Linked DNA regions of Zea mays: region 2 is linked to region 1. Evidence: chromatin contacts called from public Hi-C data. All regions are on one chromosome and are shown on one strand. Each heading gives the region's core, a stretch centred on a gene start, on an enhancer-like site or on the middle of the called end of the contact. The rest is flanking DNA. Distances are from core to core; before and after follow the strand shown.

What was found. A called contact is a pair of places that touch in the nucleus more often than the background predicts.
Region 2: a Hi-C map of tassel shows a contact between it and region 1, with 2.3 times the contacts expected there. The contact joins the promoter of LOC103625998 here to the promoter of LOC100101540 in region 1. A contact is called at or near these places in 2 of 25 Hi-C or Micro-C datasets (ear and tassel).

The regions. Positions count from the first base shown.
Region 1 is chr5:14,336,597-14,341,182 of Zm-B73-REFERENCE-NAM-5.0, forward strand. LOC100101540 reads right to left here and starts at 2,611. Exons shown (of 5, transcript NM_001367392.1): 1 at 2,310-2,611; 2 at 1,509-1,639; 3 at 1,452-1,506; 4 at 823-1,141; 5 at 1-595. The coding sequence starts at 2,547. The coding sequence ends at 55. It overlaps LOC103625992 (a long non-coding RNA gene), which reads left to right. Exons shown (of 2, transcript XR_552652.4): 2 at 1-2,823.
Region 2 is chr5:14,597,335-14,601,920 of Zm-B73-REFERENCE-NAM-5.0, forward strand. LOC103625998 reads left to right here and starts at 2,155. Exons shown (of 3, transcript XM_008646387.4): 1 at 2,155-2,517; 2 at 2,735-4,586. The coding sequence starts at 2,406.

The sequences.
Region 1 (4,586 bases), core at 1,361-3,860:
ATTGTTTGCCTACATGATGGGATATCTATGTCAAGCTCTTCATGGATTGAGGAATCATGGTGCATGGTCAAGATTCAACAACCAACCATATGACCTTGGTTTACACTTGCTTAAGTCCTTGCTATTCTTGGAGTTCGTTAAGATTTCGCCTAGAGGTCCACCTTGAGGCATCTCCCAAGAGCTTGATATGCAATCCTGCTTCACCTGTGTCATGTTAGGTGTAAGGCAGGTAGCTCTTGGACCGTCTGCAGAATAGAAAGTCGACGAAACTAGCACGGAATCAGAATATTTGTTCTTTTCTGACTCCATCTTCTCATTCTGGGCTAGGCTGAAATTTTGAAGGACTGATTGGAGGGATTCAGCATCATGGCGCTCTGTAGAGGAAATGCTCTTGTGGCTAGGCTGGTTGCCACCCCAGGCTTTCAATATTGTGTCTGGGTTTGACTCATTTTCCAGTGTGGGGCCTAACTTATCTGGTTTGTTTTGCTGCTTCAGCTGAGAGAGCAGGGACAAGGTGGGTTGGCTGTTCGTAGAAGTAAGCAGCAAAGAGCTATCTTCCGTCGGTTTGTTTGCTTTCTCTCTGCTCAACATTGTCCTGAAAATGAGTACAAGGTTGTGGAATGGGAATTATTATGACTGCTAAGTGGCAACTAAAATAAAAATTAATATTAACTAGAACCTCAACATACTAACATTATTCCAGGATGCATGCTCTTAATAGGATGCACAAGTATTAAATTGGGATTTTATTATTCAGATATCATGCTAAAATAGGGTGCCTTATATAAGGAGATGACTCTGGTGTAAGAATATAGTATTTACCTGTTTAAACTATCTGCCCAATAGCTGACAGTGCCTGGCTTGGAGTCATTAACTTTTGCCTTCTTCAAGCTACCTTGTGGCCCAGCACATGGCAATGAGCCAGCAGCAGCAGGCACCTCCTTGGTGGTCTTCTTAGGTTGATTTTCCACAGGCTTTCTTGAACGGTGACGGTTTCTGTTGATGTGCCGCTCACAGTACTTGTGATCAGCCATTGCTTCCTTGGAGCACCGCCACTTCTTTCCATCCGTTCGTCGGCATCTCCCAGGTTCTGGGTCAGAGTCTGCATTTGTGTAGCCTTGATACAGAGGCCTCCAGCTCACTGCGTTAGAGAAGTCTGTCAAGCTCTGGCATCTATATTCAAAGCATTACTGTGGTTATCCTTTATGGCATACGAGTGTTTAGGTACAAAATGGTGGTTCCTTTTTGGTGTAATATCTTTGAAATTCCATGGCATTCATACATTGAACCTAATGAGTTGCAGTTTCAAATACTACAGAGCTGCCACTGCCAGCATTTTTTGTTTACCATGTAACGCTGCACCTTTGCAAAGTAATATTTCTCTTCTATCTTGGTTGGTTGCAAGTGCCAGTAGTTTTGAAGTAGAAAACCTTAGTTTTCTGGTTCAGTACCTCTATTGGATGATCTGAAGCTCTTGCTGATTGAAATGAGCAGGCTGGAAGGTATGGGGGGGCCTTTGCATTGAGGTACTTGTATATCAGAGCCTGGTGCTCCAGCTCCATCCACTGCGAGGGAGTAAATGGCATCTTGGTCCTGGACAGCAGGAAAGCCTGCTCACCTGGGCCTCCAAAATCCAAGCCTAGATGACGGTGAAACAAGGAGAATATTTTAGTCTGACCAAATCTGAAATGCTGAAGCAAACAGCAACCTTATCTCCAGAGACAAAAGTGTGAAGGTAAAAAAAAAAGCAGATGAAATGTTTACAGGCAGCCTTGGCGGTGAGGGAGGGGCCCAGGGCCCAGACCCCAGGACCCAGGGAGAGCTCTAGTGCTTTGCAAATCCCTATTGCTGCTAGGCTAGGCCCCTCCATATAAGGTAGCACTCATGAGCGCTCATCAAGTTCAATGAACGCTGCACCGCTGTTCTCCTTTTGACTTTTGCTTTTCTTTTTGAATATTATTAGGCCATTCTCAGTGTACAGAGACTGGCCGCGGTGAATCGTTTAAACGTAGAACTGTGCGTGACACTGTTAAACAATATTTGTAGATTGAAGTTTGGCATAGGAGATGAGAATGGTGATTAGGAGAGAGGATACTCTGTCTCATCCCCTATTTTAAATTTCGCGTCCCTATTTTACACTACCGCTAGAGACCGTCTTACTACCCCTGTCTAACATGTTTTGCAGAGAACATATCCATCCAAGAACATGCACATGCGGCGTGATATCTCCGTATGGATGGGAACTGGGAAGGAAGAATGAAGATGCATGAGGGAAGATGTGTTGATGAGGACTGAGGAGGCATCCAAACCTGAGTGCAATGTGTGAGCCGCCTTGGAGAACCTGAGCATCTTCTCCTCGTCAAGGAAGGGGGAGGGGTAGGGGGCAGCAGCCGCAGCCTGGGTGAGGCCTGCTCGCTTGAGAAGACCCAGGTCGCTGTCCCTGGGCGATGGCGCGGTGATTGCGATGCCTTGCTGCAGCCCCAGCACATCTCCGACTCCGAGCTCCATGGCCACGACACCGGCAGCAGCGCAGAACTCAGCGCTCATTTTTGGGGGAGAGGAGCCTGACGAGAGAGTGGATGTTGGTGTGCATTGTTGGGGACAGGCTGGTGAAGAGAGAGAAGGTGGGTGTGCTTTTCTAGTGGGAGCCTGGGAGGCAGGGGTGTGGGTGGGCGCTGGGCGGCTTAAATATCTCCGGTCCTTTCATCCATTCTTTTGTCTTTGCATGAGTTCCGAGAGTTTTTTTAGCTCAATACAATGCTGTACAATATTTGGTTTATGCCAGTGAGTTGTCAGCGAGTACCACCGATGGTGTAGCAGTGAGTTGTTAAGGCTATCTGCACTTATTATATTCTAAATTCCTACTCTAAAAATAATATTCTATCCTTCTCATCAACATTTTAAAATACAGTAACCAAACTCACACATCCATAATCACTCTATATCTTAACCCAATTAAAAATATCACATTTTTTATCAATACATATATCAAACACTCTTACCGCTGGCCCCACTGCCCATCTCCTCACCTAACATAAGAGCACAGTGAAGTATGAGAGTATATACTCTACAAATGAAGGTTTCTCTTGCCCACTCTAAATTTAGAGTACTATGTAAAGTATATCGCTGCATCTGCACACACAACTCGATCCTAAAGGGTATCGTGTGCAGTTGTTGACTATGGTCAGCCTAAAGGAGAATATCAAATCTACAACCAAAGGTACCAGTGTTTTCTTTCATCGCCATTGGTGTGAACGAACTCATATGTCATGTACTCTCCTCATAAGCTTAAGGAAAAGGTGTGGTGTATTACAGTTGCAAGATATAATTAATACCAACTTGGATCATTTTTTACCGAGCAATTTCGTTTCATAAGGAGGCAATAACTGTGTGTTGAATATAGGTTCAAGAGACAATCGTAATATATGAGAACATTAATGATTTTGGGGGTGGGGGGGAAGCCATTAGCAAGGATCTATATGCTAGAGAGAATCATTTGATTGTCGCCACCACCTCTCTCCCAAGGGCCATGGGCATCCAAGACGTCGTCGTCGTCATCGTTTCTCTCATTGTGATGGCATCACATTGTTTCATCTCCACCCGCGTGGATGTCGTTGAGACACTATTACTGTTACGGCGTTGATCGACAACAAACTTGAAGAGCATGGGTGAAATGATGTTGTTGCTTGTGTGTGAGGACGTACAACTACTTTTACTACATCGACACACTCTCCCGTTGCACTATCTGTCTAGTGGTAACGATTCATGATCATCTAGTCGTATATCATCTTGGGTGAACATGATCGATATATTAGTGTGTTGCGTAAATATTTTTCTATAGTGGTATTGGAGCTTGGTCATGCACAGTTTTTTTTGGTCTAGATGATTTGTATATAGACGATACACCTACTAGATTGGAACCATGAGGTCGTTGTTGGTATAATCGCTCAGCTTGTTTGCCGCTACTATCTAAAAACACCATGGGGGTCATAAGATCTATTTGCTTTTCCTCCTAATCGATTGCACAACCTGTCCCTACCGATTAGAATCACAACTGGGACTTAAACTATCTCCAGCAGCTTATCCATCCACATACTCATATTCGAACTCCATTCTGCAAACAATTCAGTCTACAATGCAAAAACAGTGTTTTAGTTAAGAGAACATATCTGATCCACATGGAAGTTTAGTGCACATGGTGCACATATTAAATCAGCATCACTCATTTTAAATCTAACGTTTCTAGTTGTCTGGTATATTTTGCTAAGGACACCCTCCGACGTGGAGGGATGTAGTGGTGGAAGGTGATATTTATAAATTGCAATAATCAACCAGATACATTAGATCTAAGATGGATGGTGATGGATTGTGCTGATTTAATATGTGCACCATGTGCACCAGATATGTCCTCTTTAGTTAAACTATGAGTAGACTGTTGCAGACGGCCTTACACTACACATCTTTTAGGGCGGGAAAGACAGAGGATCCGAGTTGGGTGTATACAATCGTTCTACTTCACACGGTAGTTACTGTCAAAATAGTATTAAGAATGTCTAGTGTTCATCTTAATTTGACCAACCCGACGA
Region 2 (4,586 bases), core at 905-3,404, 260 kb after region 1:
CCCTAGGCGCATGGAGGAGTACAACCAAGTATTCTCTAAGCATTCCTAAGCACCAAGACTTCGATTCCGCGCATTTGATTCTTATTGTTAGCAACTAGAGCTCCATTTGAGTTGTGAACTTGTCAGGTTGTGTTGTGAGCTCTTGTTGTGACTTGTGTGCGTGTTGATACTCTGATTTCGTGTCTTATGTGCGTTGCTAATCCCTCCCTTACTCCGTGCTTCTTTGTGAACCTCAAAGTGTAAGGGCGAGAGGCTCCAAGTTGTGGAGATTCCTCGCAAGTGGGATATAGTAAAGTGAAAGCAAAACACCGTGGTATTCAAGTGGGTCTTTGGACCGCTTGAAAGGGGTTGATTGCAACCCTCGTCCGTTGGGACGCCACAACGTGGAGTAGGCAAGTGTTGGACTTGACCAAACCACGGGATAAACCACTGTGCCATCTCTGTGTTGATCTCTTTGTGGTTATCGTGTTGTGCAAGCTCTCTTCTCTAGCCACTTGGCTTAATTGTGCTATCTCCTAATCAAGTTTTGTGGCATTAGAGTTTAAGTTTTACAGGATCACCTATTCACCCCCCCTCTAGGTGCTCTCACATCATTGCATCGGAACACGTATAAGTCCATGGCACGACATAAACAGTTGGGTATTTGATATGCCAATGCCACATGTGTGTATTCATGTAACACCTACTTTTTTGGACTATAAAAGGGTAGTAACATTAAATTAAGGTTCACATGACCAAATTGAAGCGAAGAGACTTGAAAGCAATATGCCCATGACGATAATAGGAGTTAGTTTAGCTTACCGTAGTCTACACTTCTCTTGGCTTGGGATATGCAATCTTGTACACACCTTTATACAACAATCCACCATAAGTAAGAGAACGAATGGTGTTACGCACTCTGCGGTCTAATCCTCTATAAAAATTCTTATGTATTGAGCTCATAATGTCATGATCTGGTAGACATACTCTACAGTGTTAGGGGTCACTTCCTGCTGCTCAAGCAATGCTTCTATGGGCACCTTTGCTACCATGGTGTCTTTGCTATGAAAATATGATAAGGTATAATTTCACAGCAATGTTAGTGCATTTGTATTTTTCCGGTATATTTGGTTTTTGTGATAATTTATAGCTTATTATGATATTGGTTGCACGTGCAATAGCCCCAAAAAATGACCTCATAGGATGAAGATGACCTTGAATACATTGATTTGGACTATGACCTAAATGAAAGCGCCACGTGCCCACGTCCCACCCAACTTCATAGAATCTCATTAGACATATAGCGCGTGTTTGGTATAGCTCCAGAGCAAAACTCCAAGGAGGAGCTGACCAGGGTCGGCCAAACACCCTAACTCCGGAGTTGTAAACTCTATGGAGTTTTCGGAACTGCAGTACAATTTTTTGGAGTACCTCTTTTTGCTGCTCTAAAAACTCTAAAAAGCAACCTAGGCATGAATTATGAGAAAGCAATCGAAACTTTAGAGCAACGCTGCTCCAACTAGAGTTTTGGAGTAGAGTTCTTCCTTAGTGGAGCAAGAGTTATGGCAAACACGCCTATAATAAATTGATAGTGTTTTACTTTCTTCAATATTCTTGTGATAGATTGCATAGTAGAAATTGCTTGAGCATATATACCTTAAAGCGACCTTACTCCTGGTGACAGGCATGCATGATATCTGGTGATGTGATGTATAGTATGGTCATGTTTGTGTGTGGATTAGACATTTGGTGCCATTTTTTTAAAAAAGGTTGCTCTAGTTTCATCGCGTGTCTTGTTTGCACGATTCACACTAATAAATTGGTTAACTAGACACAAGAATGGGGTGATGAGCTCTTTTTAAAAATATATATTTTAAGAATGGCCCTCCTATCGTCTATTGATATTTTGAAAAAATATCAATCCCCTCCAACTTCATGTCTTGTTTACAAAGTTTATATTAGTAAATTAGTTTGTACATAATATATTCCCTTTTATTAATACTTGGTAACAAAAATGGGAGCCAATATGATTATCTTCCCGTGATCTTCTTCTCCAGCGTGTATTTACGGCCTGCAGGCAAGTGGCACTGTGGCAGCGCCGCAACGGTCGACTGCTTGAGCGTCTGCGCCTGGCCCACCTGGCAGCTGGGCATCTAACGGGCGAGTGAGAGCACAGAGCAGAAGCGGCGCGCGTCCATGGACACAAATCCCCAACGGTCACAAGGACGGACGGATAGACACACACACAACAGTATAAAGAGCCAGCTAGCCGTTACACATCGGGAAACAGATCCGCCATACGCCCATCCCATCCCCTCTCCTCACTCAGCTCTCCTCGCCCAAAATCTCCGCCGTCTGCAGTTCCGGTTGCGAGTCCACACAGCTCATCACGCTTCCTTCACAAATCGAACGCAGCCGCCAGCCGGATGTCGATTGCGGCGGTCAGATCCTCGTCCCCGGGCCCGTCGCCGAGGCCGTGCTGCGGCCTCAGGAGGAGCGCTGATTCCAGCCCCTTCAGGCCCGCCGTGTCCCCACTCGGTAAGGCGTCTTCCTTCCGTTGCCGCGGCTCGTGGCTTATTTCCTCTTTATCGCCGGATTACTTCCCTTGTCCCCACGCGATCTGCCGATTTCTCTCGTATCCCATAAAGCTCCGTGTCTCGATCTCTTATTCTTACTTTTGGATTTGGACGTCCGTTTTTCAAGAAATCTTGGTCTGCCGATTCCTTACATATTTTTTCGGCGATTCACTTCGCAGATTCGCCGCAGAGGAGCTCCTCCGTCTGCAAGAACAGCGGCCGCGCCTCGCCGCGGACCTGGGGCGCGGAGAAGGAGAACGACCCGCGCGACGCGGCGCCGGCCGCGAGCGCGAGGACGCACAAGGTGCGCTCCAGCGGCGGCGGCGGCGGCGGCGCCAAAAGCTTCATGGCGCCCACTATCTCGGCCTCCTCCAAGGCCGTCGCGCCGGCTTTCACGCCAAGAAAGAAGGTATTCGGCGAGCGCAACAACGATGCCGTCCCTTCGTCGCCAGTGGACCTTGCGCACAGCAGTAAGCCCAGGGCTGCGCATCCGCTGCTGCCAGAAGAGGCTCTGGGCGTGCCGAGGCGTCTGCGGCTCTCACTGGACGGCGCCTCTGCCCTTCCTTCCGCGGCTGGGCCTGTCGTTTCGCGCGGCGCCCCGTCGTTCGGAGGTGACGAGGCCGCCGTGATGGTTGAGAATCCCGCCGTCTCCGAGAGCCACCACGACGTGGCTTTGGCGGACGCGGAGGTCGTGGCAGCCCCGTACGATCCCAAGACGAACTACCTCTCCCCGAGGCCTCGGTACCTCCGCTACCAGCCCAACCGCCGCCTCGAGATTTACCGTCATGGCGGCGGGAGCGTGCGGGGGCTCGAGGACATGTTCGCTTCCCAGAGCAGCAGCGAGGAGGTCGACACTGCGACCACCACGGAGGAGGAAGTATCCGGAGAAGGGCAGCCAGATGACTCCTCGGAGGAGGAGACCTCGGCTATGGCCCCTCCACCGGAGGCCAGAGCTCAGTCTACTGCTCCGGCCCTGGATCGCCTCCTGCTGCCGCAGCCCGCGCTGGATTCGCCACTAGCTCGGGTCCTGACACCGGAGCCGAAGGAGTCTCCGCGAGCTGGTGGCGTCTTGATACCTGAGCGGGAACGTGCAGTGAGCCCCGCGCGAGCTCGTCCCAAGAAGAAGAGGTCACCAGTGAGGTTCCTGCTTGCCCCTCTTGCTCTGGTTCTGTTGATGGCTGCAGCGTTTGTCTGTGTTCCACCGCCGCCGGGTTATCCGGTCATGCTGAACACCTCCATGTCAAAGGTGTCAGTCTTACTTTCAGTTCAAGAATTGCATCCTGTGGAGTTGGCTGCTAGGCTGAAGCAATGGTCTAGCAGTTCGTTGGACTTCGTCACGTCCTACTGGGAGGCTATTGCATCTTACCAAGAACGACCTGTCCTTGGTCCGCACTTGGCTGCCAATGTTACTGCTGCTGCTGCAGAAGTAGATGCAGATTACGCTGTTGGTTTCTACTACAGTGCTGCTCAGACAAGCCCAACAAGTTTGGAGTTGGGGACTCATGATGTTGTTTCAGAAAATGATACTGAGATGATTGCTGGGCCTGATGTGGAGGATCCGGTAACCTGTGATGACCCTGATGCAGAACCTATTGATGATATTGAAATGGAACAGGAAGATTTATCTGAGGTACCAAGTGCCATGGAGGAGGTGAATGTTGATGCAGTAGTAGAGGAGTTCGATGATGAGATGGCCGAGGAAGTGTCTGGTGGTAGTAGTGGAGAAGAGACGGCAGCCTTCATTCAGAATTCAGATATTCCTTCTCAATCCACTCCCGAGCCTGAACAGGCAAAGGGCATTGACGAGGTATCCTTGCAGCAAGATGTTCAGACTGAGGATTCTGAGGATCATGCTGATGGCAAGGAGGATCAGCCAGCGCAGCATGGTCAAAAGTTGGGATCAGATATGTGGTCAAGTTACTTGGACAAAGTATCGGATCCTGCTGCCATTGGTGCTGCTCTTGCTGCCATTATTGTTGCAGCTGTTGTGGCATTCCTTTACATGAGGCAGAAGCAAACTCGTGTTGCCTC